Linked DNA regions of Mus musculus: region 1 is linked to region 2. The links are chromatin contacts, called in public HiChIP or PLAC-seq maps. All regions are on one chromosome and are shown on one strand. The core of a region is the stretch at or near the end of the contact, and the rest is flanking DNA. Distances in the headings are between cores, read along the strand shown.

Region 1 (5,578 bases), core at 2,766-5,265, 190 kb before region 2:
TTCATGACAGTAGCAAAGTTACAGTTATGAAGTATAAACAAAAATAATTTTGTGGTTGAGGGTCAGCACAATATGAGGAACTGTATTAAATAAAGGGTCATAGCATTAGGAAGGTTGAGAACCACTGCACTACAAGCAAGAAAAGGCCAGGTTTGGCGGCACACACCTATCCCAGGACTAGGTGAAGGCAGGACCACAAGTTCAAGGTCAGTTTGATGCCAGCTGGGGGGGCTACATATCAAATATATCCCTACTATCAAAAACCAGACAAAGGACAAACAGCTGCAAGGCAGTAAAAGCCAGTGACAGAGTGGTTAGCAAACTACAAAACACAAACCTCAGAGTCACCATGGTGACTCAGCGGGTTAAAGGGACTTGCCACCAAGCCAGGTGACCTGAGTCAGGAACCCTGTGGTAGAAAGAACCAACTCCAGAAAGCTGTTCTCCGACCTAAACACACATGGCGATGCAGGCGCCCTGACTCACATGAAATAAAGTAATTATATGCATTGAAAATTCTCTGACCGGCACTCGGGAAAAGGAGGCAGAGCAGGTAGATCTCTGTGAGTTTGAATCCAGCCTGGTTCACATAGGAACTCCAGGCCAGGCAGAGCTACACACACAGTGAGAGATCCTGTCTTAAAAACAAGCAACAAAATAATTTTTAGAAAAACAGAAACAGATTGTGTCCATAAAGAAGAGAAGGCACAGGTCAGAGAGCTTTGATCAAATACTGTTTTTAAGAAACCCGGTGTTAATGTGTTAACCAGAGATGCTATTAAGGATACCAATTTAACTACCTAGTAACCTGGGATTGGGATAGCCGAGACTTTGTAGCCTGAAGTGAGTGTGCTGAGGAAGCTAGAGATCAGTGCATCCCAGGGGTAGGAACAGTATTTAGGGGTCAGTACACCTAAGAAACAGAAGTGGAGTGGAGAGGTGAGAAAACGCAGAGGGCTGGGCTAGATGTGGGTATGTCTGGGGGTGCTTGAGGGGTCACGGCCCACTCCACCCTACCCAAGACCAGCATTCCCTACCCCCACTCCCTTCTCCAGTAGTGCTCCGGTTCTCACCAATGGCAGTGCAGAAGCCAGGGGTAGAGCAAAGAGGGATGGGGAGAGAGAAGCTGGTTCTGGTTGTATGTAGGCAGGACTCCTGGTGCCGGGCATGAGTCACATGGGACACTGAAGGGGCAACTCCGGTCCCGCGGCGTCGCTGGTATTCGGGCTGTACCCGTTCTTCAGTCTGCAAGCTTACTGAAAACTGGGAGCAACAAGAGAAATGTACACTCGCGGGCATTTGGAGATGTGGACTGTAGGTTAGAGGCAGCCCTGATCCTCACTTTCCATTTCTACAAAGCACCCCTCTTGACAAAGGCCCCCTTGTCACCCTTGCCCATCGGGTGGAGCACAATGAAAGCTGCTCTTTCCTCACCTGCAGACAAGCTACGGTTCCTTCCCCTAAATTTAAGGTTCCCACCACGTCTTCGCCAAGTCTGTACACAGATTTGAAGATACCGAACGTCCCGACTTTCCCTCGGCCATCGCTGATATTGTACAGATCTGAGGAGAATGAGATACCAAAAGTCTACAGTTTATACTGGGGAATACGAAGGACTGAGTCCCAGAGGCCAAAAGGAGGCTTTTCTTTGTAATGGGGGCAAAATATTAGTGGACCCCTGAAGAGATGTGGTCAGCCTCTCAGACAGGAGTACAGGGCAATTCTGAAAGGATTCTTACGGAGGCTGCGGCAGGATGTGGCAGCCATGAGACGCTCCCCAGCTAGCTCAGCCAGCCATGAGTCCTTCTTCCCACTGTCATCCTCCTCTAAGAATGGACTGGATGGCGCCACAGCCTCATCCTGGGGGAAGTGGACATCTTGAAGACCTGGCATGAAAAAGCAGAGACAGTGCTGGGAGGAGTGAGATGTGAACAGACAACTAACTGGTTTTAGACTCCAACCTGAGAAGGCTGAAGGGGAGCTACATCTGAGCTCTACATCCTAGCTTCCTCTCCATCCCTCGTCCTCAGCATGGTCCCTAAAACCAGGAGTCTCCGAAGGTCCTCCCACATATGCTTAGTAAGCCTCTACCCCCACCGCATCCCTTCAGGAACCTAACTTACCAGTCAGCACGAGAACTCTCAGAGGAACCCGGAGTAAGGTGATGGGTGAGTTCACGCGCTGGCAGCCAATGGTCAATTTGTAGACATATTTGACTGACTGACCCCGAAAGGAAGGCGGGCCCTCCGTGGGCAGCACTTCACTGTAGGAATCTGGTTGGGAAACAGTAGACAGGGCAGCTAGAAGCAGCCAGAGTCCTCCCTCCAGGAGACTTAGAAAGCAATCTGGGGTTGGGAGACAATCACTCACATGATTTGGACTCTCCAGGGTCTAGCCTCAGGTCACAAAACAGAATTTTGGGTGGAGTAGAAAGGATACACTGGCCCCTCTCACCTATGAAAAGTCAAAAAGACTTCAATGGACTCCATTGTCCATTGCCAACCAGGGTCACACAGCAAGTGGAGGCAGGGGAAGCCGCCAATTCTTTCTGTTGTAATAAGGTAAGTCTTATAGTCCCAAATCAAGCTACCTTCCCTTCCACCACTGATGTGTTGGTGACCATGTCATACAAGAACAACTTAACTTTACCCTGGGGTGACAATAACTTCCCCTCCCTCCATGACAAACACACACTCTCTCTCTCTCTCTCTCTCTCTCTCTCTAACCTCGGTGTGGCAGAAAGACAGTCTGGCTGTCAGGCTGGACGTCCGGCTGACTAGAGTCAGGGGGTGGCAGTGCTACTCGACTCTCGCTGGCATGGAACTGGCAGTGGATCTGGGCACTGGCCCAGGCCAGAGCCTCACTGTGGAAAAGGGAAACGAAGGTATGGGAACCTAGTTCTTGACTTCACCAATACTTTCTCTAGAAAACTGTCTGACCAAGATCACCAAGGTTAGATGACTATCTTAGTGACCAGGGAATCCAGAACCCCTGAAATAAAACCATTACACAACAACATCAAGTACATTGAACTCAAAAAGGAGTGATACCGGGAGGAGGAGCAAAGGAGAGTAAGGGGTCCTGCCATCCACATATTTGTTTAAAAGCCCTTCATTACAATGAGCAAGAAGGTGGTGATTGATGCTAGTGTAGTTACTGAACAACCAAAGCTCTAATTAGAACGAGCGATACCAGGCTTCCTCCCGGAAGGGCCACCACCTCCAATACCAGCATCCCCACCTGGATGCAGAAGTGGCGGTCGGGGGAAGGGGATTAGTGACAGTCACCACACATTCCAGAGCCTCCCCCGCCAGAAACACAGGACCTCTGCTCAGCTCAGCTACCACTTCGATCATGGCAGCTCCGGAACCAAATCTAGAAGGAAACAGAGTGCCAGAAGTCAGTACGGGGAAATGAAGGAAGGAGTGTTTAAGACCTAGGCTTAAGTCTAGACCTGAGTCCGAGGGGGGCAAGAAGTGGGTTGTTTTTTTTTTTTTTTTCAAGTTTCAGTGAGGGTGGGAAGCACTGGGGTTTAAGGAGCTGGTGGGGTGGCGGAAACTGACTCCGAACTGCCTGCGGGAGGGCGTCGCTTTAGCTCCAGACCTCCTTGCGCCCAGGGTTAGGCCCCTTGCGCCGCCTCCCAGGCCTGCCTCTGTCCCCGCTTCCCTCGAGGCTCCACGTCCTAGCCCAGGACATCGCCGCGCGTCTCCAAACTCAGATTCTTACGCATGGAGGTCCTCACCTACCCGCCCCTGCGAGACCGGCTCGGAGCTCGGTGGCATCCGCGGAGTCTGTCGCGCGGCAGAGGCGGGACTTCCTTTGTCACATTTCAGGGTTGAGGCGCCCCTTCCGGTCCGACTTGCGGGGTGCTTCCGGCCGGAAAGGGATCCGGTGGTCCCGGGTCTGCGGGTCACCTTCCCAGCGGTGGCACCTGAGCGTGGGCGCGGGGGATCCTGGCTGCAGGGACCCGGTACCCAGCCCTGGAGCCGCTGGAGCCGCAGCCCGGGGCGGGGCCGAAGGTCGCCGGGAGCTCCTGGGCGGGTCCCAGAGGCGGTGCTTTGCGGGCAGGTACCGCGGCACCGCCCCCGTCCGTGGAGCTGGTCGGCCCTCGGCCGGGCGTGCTAATCACCGCGGCCCAATGACAACAAGGCCCAACCCTTCCCGCCTAGGATCTAGAGACGCGACCCAGGGAGAGGCCGTGGCGACTTTGTTGCTGTAGCCGCTGCTGCAGCAGCAGGAGCTCTCTGACTTTACCCAGATACCAACGTCCCACGGCTTTCCCCAGCATCGGGCCCTCCCGGACTGCACCTAACTGCAACTGGCATCAGCGTTTTGAAACGTCAGAAACCTGTCAGAGGGAACCGAGGCCACCGGGGTCGTGAGGACCCAGGATCCAGTGAACATGGTAACCTGCGTCCCGGCCTCAGAGCAGGTCGGCTGTGCCGAAAGAGATTCCCAAGTTTATTGTGAAGATACTGGCGGCACTGAGGCTGTGCGGGTTACAGACTGCGGGAGCCCCGAGGATAGTGGACCCCAGGATGAACCAAGCTACTGCAATTCAGAGGACTCTGGGCAGCTGATGGCCTCCTACGAGGGTAAAGCTAGGGGCTACCAGGTGCCTCCTTTTGGCTGGCGGATCTGCTTGGCTCACGAGTTTGCAGAGAAGAGGAGACCTTTTCAAGCTAACAACATCTCTCTCAGTAATTTGGTAAAGCACCTCGGTATGGGCTTGAGGTGAGTGGATTCCGTTGCCTAGAACGCCGTGGTTCCTATGATCCCATTCAGGCTCCCTGCCTAGGTTGGAAAGGTGGGCAAGCTGCTGGGCTCCTAGTTCTATTCCAGCCAGGTATACCATATCCCCTGCATTCTTTAGCCCTGCAGTTTTTGAGGGTGGAACTGAAGAACATTTTGTTTTTCCTTCATCCCTCTTTTCCTAGCATCTTGTCTTCTCGGAGCATTTAGTCCTGAAGTCAGTCTTTCCTATTTAACTGCTGGTCCCCCTTCCCCCCACCCCCACCCCCACCATGCACTTCCTCTTTCCCAGGCGTCCCTTTGAGATTAGCTATAATTTGTAACACGGTAGGAGAACGCCAGTCTCTGCTGTGCTTGATACAGTGTTTTATTTTTTGGAAGAGGAGGTTCTTTAGGCTGCATTACCCTGGCAGCTGACACCTTCTGTGTACCTTATTTAAGCGCATGCTTCTTCAGTCCCAGAATTCTTATGTCTCTATCCTCAAGCTCTGATTCCTGGAATAGTTGATCTTGGCTGTTGTCAACCCTAAAGAGAGGGTGAGAAGTTCACTCTGTTCTGTGACAGATGGCTTCCATACCAAAAATAAAAGCGAAGTTGGGATTGGGCAGAGTCCTAGAGTGCCACCTACTTGGGAGGCTGAGACAGGAGGATAATTTGAGCCTAAGAGTTCAGGGCATACTTGAACATCACAGTGAAAGCATCCTCCGGTAACAAGTGGGGAGAGCTAGGGATGAAGCCCGGAAGTAGAGAGCATGCCTTCTACCACGGAGATGCCTCCCCAGACCTCTTCAGATGACTTTAGCCAGCAGTGCTTTGCTGGTCTTC
Region 2 (5,861 bases), core at 1,018-3,517:
GGGTGGTATTCACAGAGGCCAGAGGGAGCGTCAGAGTCTATGGAATTGGAGTAATAGATATTTGTGAACCACCGCGTGGGTGCTGGAAGTTGGTCCTGGGTCCGATGCGTGAGCAGCCAGTGCTTCTAACCACTGGGCCGTCTTTCTAGCCCCTCAATCATTTTTAATAAATTTAGAATTTCAAAAACTGTAAGAGTGTAAGTTTTTGAGAGCCCTTGGGTTCAGAGACTCCATTTCTACCATTATGGCCAGGCAGAACACACCTTTAATTCCAGCACTTGGGAGGAAGAGGCACACTGTCTGTGTAAATTCAAGACTAGCCTGATTTACATATGAGTTTCAAACCACCTATGGCTAAATAGTGAGACTGTGCCTCAAAAATTAAAAAAAAATTATTTTATGTGTATGAACAGTTTGCCTGCATGTATATCTGTACACTATGTAAGTATGCATTGCACCATGTATTTATGCATTGCACCATGTATATATGTATGCATGTGCACCATGTATATATGTATGCATGTACACCATTTATGTATGTATGTATGTATGCATGCATGTGTACCATGTATGAATGTATGCATTGCACCATGTATGTATGCATGCACTGCACCATGCATGAATGTATGCATGGTACCAAGTATGTATGCATGCACTGCACCATGCATGAATGTATGCATGGTACCAAGTATGTATGCATAGTACCAAGTATGTATGTTTGCATTGCACCATGTATGTATGAGCATGCATTGCACCATGTATGTATGAGCATGCATTGCACCATGTATGTATGAGCACCTCTCCATGGTACCAGGAGGCCAGAAGAGGGTGTCAGATCCCCTGGAGCTGGAGGTTACAGGTGGTTGTGAGATGGTGCTTAGGTACTGGGAACTGAACCCAGGTCTTCCATGAGAGCAGCCACCTCCCCACTCCACATAGCTTCTCTTAGATTTTTGTTTTAGCTGGGGTGGTGACACACGCCTTTAATCCAGTGCTTGGGAGGAAGGAGAGTTGGATCTCTGTAAATTCAGGGCCAGCCTGGTCTACATAGTGAGTTCCAGGTCAGTTAGGACTACATAGTGAGACCATGTGTCAAAACAAAACAATAACAGTAAAACCAAACAAGAAAACCCCTTACACTGATCAGGTGAGATCTAAAGGGTAAGGGGCTGAGATTACAACTGGAATAGCAGCACTTCCCAGGGTGGCCCATGAACCCACACCATCTGCCCTTCCTAGGGATTTTGTTTTTTAAATTATTTTAAGCCAGGCAGTGCCCCACCTATGGATCGTTAAAAAAAAGATTTGTTTGGGGCTGGAGAGATGGCTCAGTGGTTAAGAGCACTGACTGCTCTTCCAGAGGTCCTGAGTTCAAATCCCAGCAACCACATGATGGCTCACGACCATCTGTAATGGGATCTGATGCCCTCTTCTGGTGTGTCTGAAGAGAGCAATGGTGTACTCATATAAAATAAATATTAAAAAAAAATTGTTTTAAGCCGGGCAGTGATGGTTCATGCCTTTAATCCCAGCACTTGGGAGGCAGAGGAAGGTGGATCTCTGAGAGTTTGAGGCTAGCCTAGGCTACAGAGTGAATTCCAGGACAGCTGGGGGGTGCACAGAGAAACCTTGTCTAGAAAAACAAAACAAAACAAGTTTTATTTTTTATTTATATGGGTGTTTTTACGTCTATGCACCAAGTGCATGCAAGGCCAGCAGAGGCTGGACGAAAGCTTCAGATCCCGGGAACTAGAGCTCAAATGGCTGTTAACCACAACATGGGTGCTAGGAACCAAGTCCACATTCTCTGGAAGAGCAGCCAGCGCTCTTCCCTGCCGAGCCCTCTCTGCAGCTCCCTTTCCTAGGCACAGTTTTAGGTGTGTAAGCACCAGGCCTTATGCTGCACTCCCCAACAGCAATTTCAGGAGTGATGCAGGTGGAATTTTTTTTTCTCATTTTAAAATTTGAAAGCATATTTCTAGGTAAAACTAGAGGAAAACATCTCTAATCAAGAGCCCTCTAGTTCTTAGAATCTACATGCATACATATATTTAAATGGTATATGTTTTTATTCCAAACCTCAAAGTTGTCATACTGCAAACAAGAGAGTATGACTAGAAAAACATTTTTTAACTCTGGCCTAAATAAAACAAGTTGACAAATGAGTTTAGGCCTTAGAGTAAAAAGGAGAAACAGCCAGCTCTGTGCAGCTCACTGATTTCAGACCAAGAGCTTCCTAGGAATTAAGGACTGTATGTACACTGTGATGGTTTGTATCTGTTTACCCAGGGAGTGGCACTATTAGGAGGTGTGGCCTTGTTGTAATAGGTGTGTCACTGTGGGTGTGGTCTTAAGACCCTTAACCTAGCTTCCTGAAAGACAGACTTCCACTAGCAGCCTTCAGATGAAGATGTAGAATTCTCAGCTCTGCCTGCAACATGTCTTTCTGCCTGGATGCTGCCATGCTCCCACCTTGAAGATACTAGACTGACCCTCTGAACCTGTAAGCCAGCCCCAATTAAATGTTGTCCTTATAAGACGTTTCTTGGTCATGGTGTCTGTTCACAGCAGTGAAACCCTAAGACATACGCACTAAGTTTTTGGTAATGTTTCTCTCAAACCACTGCTGCACAGCTGTGGGGCTCACTCACAGGCTGTAGGCTCCCAACCCAACCATGCCTCTTCAGGCTAGTTGGGACCATTACTCAGTGGGAGAAACAGCTTCCCAGATCCTGGTACTTGCTGTACACCTAGCAATTTGGGGGGCTGAGGCAAGAAAATCTAGCCCATGCTACATAGTAGACTGTGGCTCAAAACTAATAGCAACAAACATTCTAGGACCCTTGGAACATACTCAGCCATCCTATGCATAAGACTCCAGCTGTAGCTTTTTGGTTTAGCTCTACATAGCAAGAGGGCAGAGGGTCAGACCAGTCATTGACAATTTCACACATTTACATGAGGTAAACCCATCACTCTCCCCCACACCCTCTCTCATTTCCATGGTTGAAAGCATGCACCATTCCTACAGGTGCCTGGTTCCTAGCACCAACATGTCAACGTATAACTTTTATAACTTCTTTTAGCTTCCAAGGGGCACCAGGCATACATGGGGCATACATATGTACATGTAGGCAAGACATTCATGCACATAAAATAAAAATAAATAAATCTTTAAATCATATATATAAAAGAAAACAAAAGGCCTTAGCTGTTGGGATATAAAGCCTTCTAAAATATATTACATATTTTTGTTCTGTTTAGACTACATAGGTTATAACGTGACTTTTCTTTGACAATTCTAGTTTTTTTGTTTTTGTTTTTTGTTGTTGTTGTTGTTGTTTGTTTGTTTTTCGAGACAGGGTTTCAGGCAACAATTCTGTTTTTTAAAGATTAAAAAAATTACATGACTAGCCAGGCATGGTGGTGCACGCCTTCAATCCCAGCACTTGGGAGGCAGAGGCAGGAGGATTTCTGAGTTCGAGGCCAGCCTGGTCTACAAAGTGAGTTCCAGGACAGCCAGGGCTATACAGAGTAACCCTGTCTCAAAAAAACAAACAAACAAAAAAAGACTGTAAGTGTGTCTGTGTGTATATGCACATGTATGTGCAGGTGTTCGCTGAGGACAAGAACAGAGCATCAGAACTCCTGCAGCTGGAGCGACAAGCGGTTGTAAGGTTTGATGGGTGTCTGATGGATGTTGGGAACTGAATTCTGGTCCTCCAACAGGGCACCAAGTCCTCTTAATAGCTGGGCCACTTCTCCAGCCCCACAATTCTCTACTGCTAGTTAATGGTCCAGTTTTTTTTTTTTTCTAGGTGTCAACTGAGGACTCAGATACCAAATCATCAAATCTACAAGGACTGGGTGTTAGGACTAACTACATTTTACTCTGCCAACTCTATTCACCAGTTATCAGGAGGCCTAGCCTGAGAAGTGAGGCCAATGAATAAATAAGTAGATGACATCCAAATTAAAGAATAAGTAAAATTATCTTTATCCCCATATGAAATGATCCCGCTATCAGAAAGCCTCCAAAATCCCACAAAAAGCAGTTAGAACAAATTCTGTAAGGTTGCAGGACACAAGATTAACAGGGAGGGAGAAATCAGCTGTGTTTCTACACACTAACCATGAAAACCCAAAATGGAAATTAAGAAAATGATTCCATATATAGTAACATCAAAAAGAAAAAAAATACTTAGGAATAAACTTAGTCAAAGAAATAAAAGGCCTGTACACTGAGTCCAAAGCCAGCCTGGGCTAAACAGACCTTGTCTAAAAGAAACAAGAAATTAACCATCAAGAAAGAAAAGCCAGCTCAGGGAATGGGAGCAAGGCACTTATCTGATTGGCAGGTTAATGTTAAATATGTAAAGAACTCATGCAACTCAGCCAACATTATGTTAGGTAAAAGAATCTAGTTTCAGAGGGATAAATATTATTCCGAGGGATAAATATTATTCCACTTATGTGTGGCGTCCACAGTAGTCAAACCCAGAGCCAGAAGTGGGACGCTGAGCCCAGGAGATGAGAGGTGGGGGAGTGGGGAGTGAGTCTCACTGGTGCAGAGTCAGTTTAGGAGATGAAAAAAAAAAGGAGGGTTAAAGAGAGGACTTAGTGATTAAGAGCACTGGCTGCTCTTCCATAGGACCTCCGTTCGATTCCCAGCACCCACAGGCTGGCTCACAATTATCTGTAACTCCAGTCCCAGGGGGCATGAGACACCCTCTTCTGGCCTACTAGGGCTCCCTGTGTGCATATATGTGCAGGCAAAACACCCATACACATAAAGATAAATAAACAAATAAAAATGTAAAAGGATGAAAGTTCTAAGAATGGATGAAGATGGCTGGCTGTACAACAATATAAAGTTTTACCATAATGAAAAAGAGAGTAATTTTGGTACAACAGAGAATATGCTATCAGTTACATTCTTGTTAGAATCCACCACCCACCATTCTACCCCGAAGCCAGCGTCTTAGAGCATAGTTAATACCTGGCCGTCCAAAAGGTGCTCCCCATGTAAGACGGACTCACTGGACAGAAGAACAATATTGCAAACCACTGTGGGCGTGGGTTCCTTCTGGGTAAGCTTAACACTGAGCACCCAGAGCATTTCCCAGATCCTGTCCTCAGCCTAGCACGGACTGCATGACCTCCTTGGTCAAGTGACTCTTTGTAGAATGCACAGTCATTGTGCATGAGTAAGAGAAAGACAGGAAGAAAAGGGTGAGTTGTTGTCCTAAATTTGCAAGAGAGCCCTGAGAGGAAAATAGAACACATAAGCCTCCCTATGAACTATGGTTGCCAGTTTTAGCAAGTAAAATTATAGGGCCCTGTTGTTTAACAGAAATTCAAATTTTACTGGGCAACAATCTTATCTGGCAATGCTCTGACATTTTGGGATTGAGGAGAAAAATCAATAATCTAGACTGTTCTGATCTGGGGTTACAAGTAGCCTAGGCCAGACAAAGTAGAAAGTTCTGTTTTAAAAAAAACACTGATTACACCAAAGGAAAGTAAAAAGTCAAATTGCTTAATTTGGCTCAGGAGTCCCTCCCCATGCTGAGTTTCTGTGATCCAAAGTTTAATTTTACAGAGACTGGTCAAAGGATTGGAGAATCAAAGCAGACGCAGACAAGGAAAAAACATACCCTAAGGCAGGCTTACCTTCAAACAGTGATGCTCAAATTGGGTGTGGTGGGCCACACCTTTAATCCCATCACTTGGGAGGCAGAAGTGGATGGATGTCTCTGAGTTCAAGGTGAGACTACAAAGTGAGACCCGGCCAAACAAAACAAAACAAAACAACCAACCAAACCACAACAAAAGTGCCGTTCAACAGCATATAAAAACCC

Evidence for each region. HiChIP or PLAC-seq counts read pairs in DNA pulled down with a chosen protein or histone mark.
Region 1: a FOXA1 HiChIP or PLAC-seq map of pancreatic cancer cells shows a contact between it and region 2. The contact joins the promoter of Rgp1 here to the enhancer-like site in region 2. A contact is called at or near these places in 6 of 39 promoter capture datasets (the C10 cell line, cranial neural crest, embryonic stem cells and 2 more), 5 of 484 Hi-C or Micro-C datasets (the HL-1 cell line, embryonic stem cells, rod photoreceptor and 1 more), 4 of 115 datasets of contacts at active chromatin or transcription factors (bone marrow-derived dendritic cells, bone marrow-derived macrophages, embryonic stem cells and 1 more) and 4 of 9 other capture datasets (adipose tissue, liver, macrophages and 1 more).

Annotation. Positions count from the first base shown.
Region 1 is chr4:43,577,172-43,582,749 of GRCm38.p6, reverse strand. Rgp1 (RAB6A GEF compex partner 1) reads right to left here and starts at 4,015. Exons shown (of 9, transcript NM_172866.3): 1 at 3,747-4,015; 2 at 3,241-3,375; 3 at 2,727-2,863; 4 at 2,371-2,454; 5 at 2,124-2,273; 6 at 1,740-1,886; 7 at 1,435-1,562; 8 at 1,074-1,263. The coding sequence starts at 3,356. Gba2 (glucosidase beta 2) reads left to right here and starts at 3,886. Exons shown (of 17, transcript NM_172692.3): 1 at 3,886-4,734. The coding sequence starts at 4,403.
Region 2 is chr4:43,383,572-43,389,432 of GRCm38.p6, reverse strand. It overlaps a transcript of Rusc2 not described here. Among named protein-coding and RNA genes, the nearest start is that of Gm46850, 4.5 kb to the right of the region's middle. Within about 2 kb of position 2,267, at least 10 of the 459 cell types and tissues checked have an H3K27ac peak or open chromatin away from gene starts, as enhancers often do. A contact at or near this core is called in pancreatic cancer cells and rod photoreceptor, where this site is marked.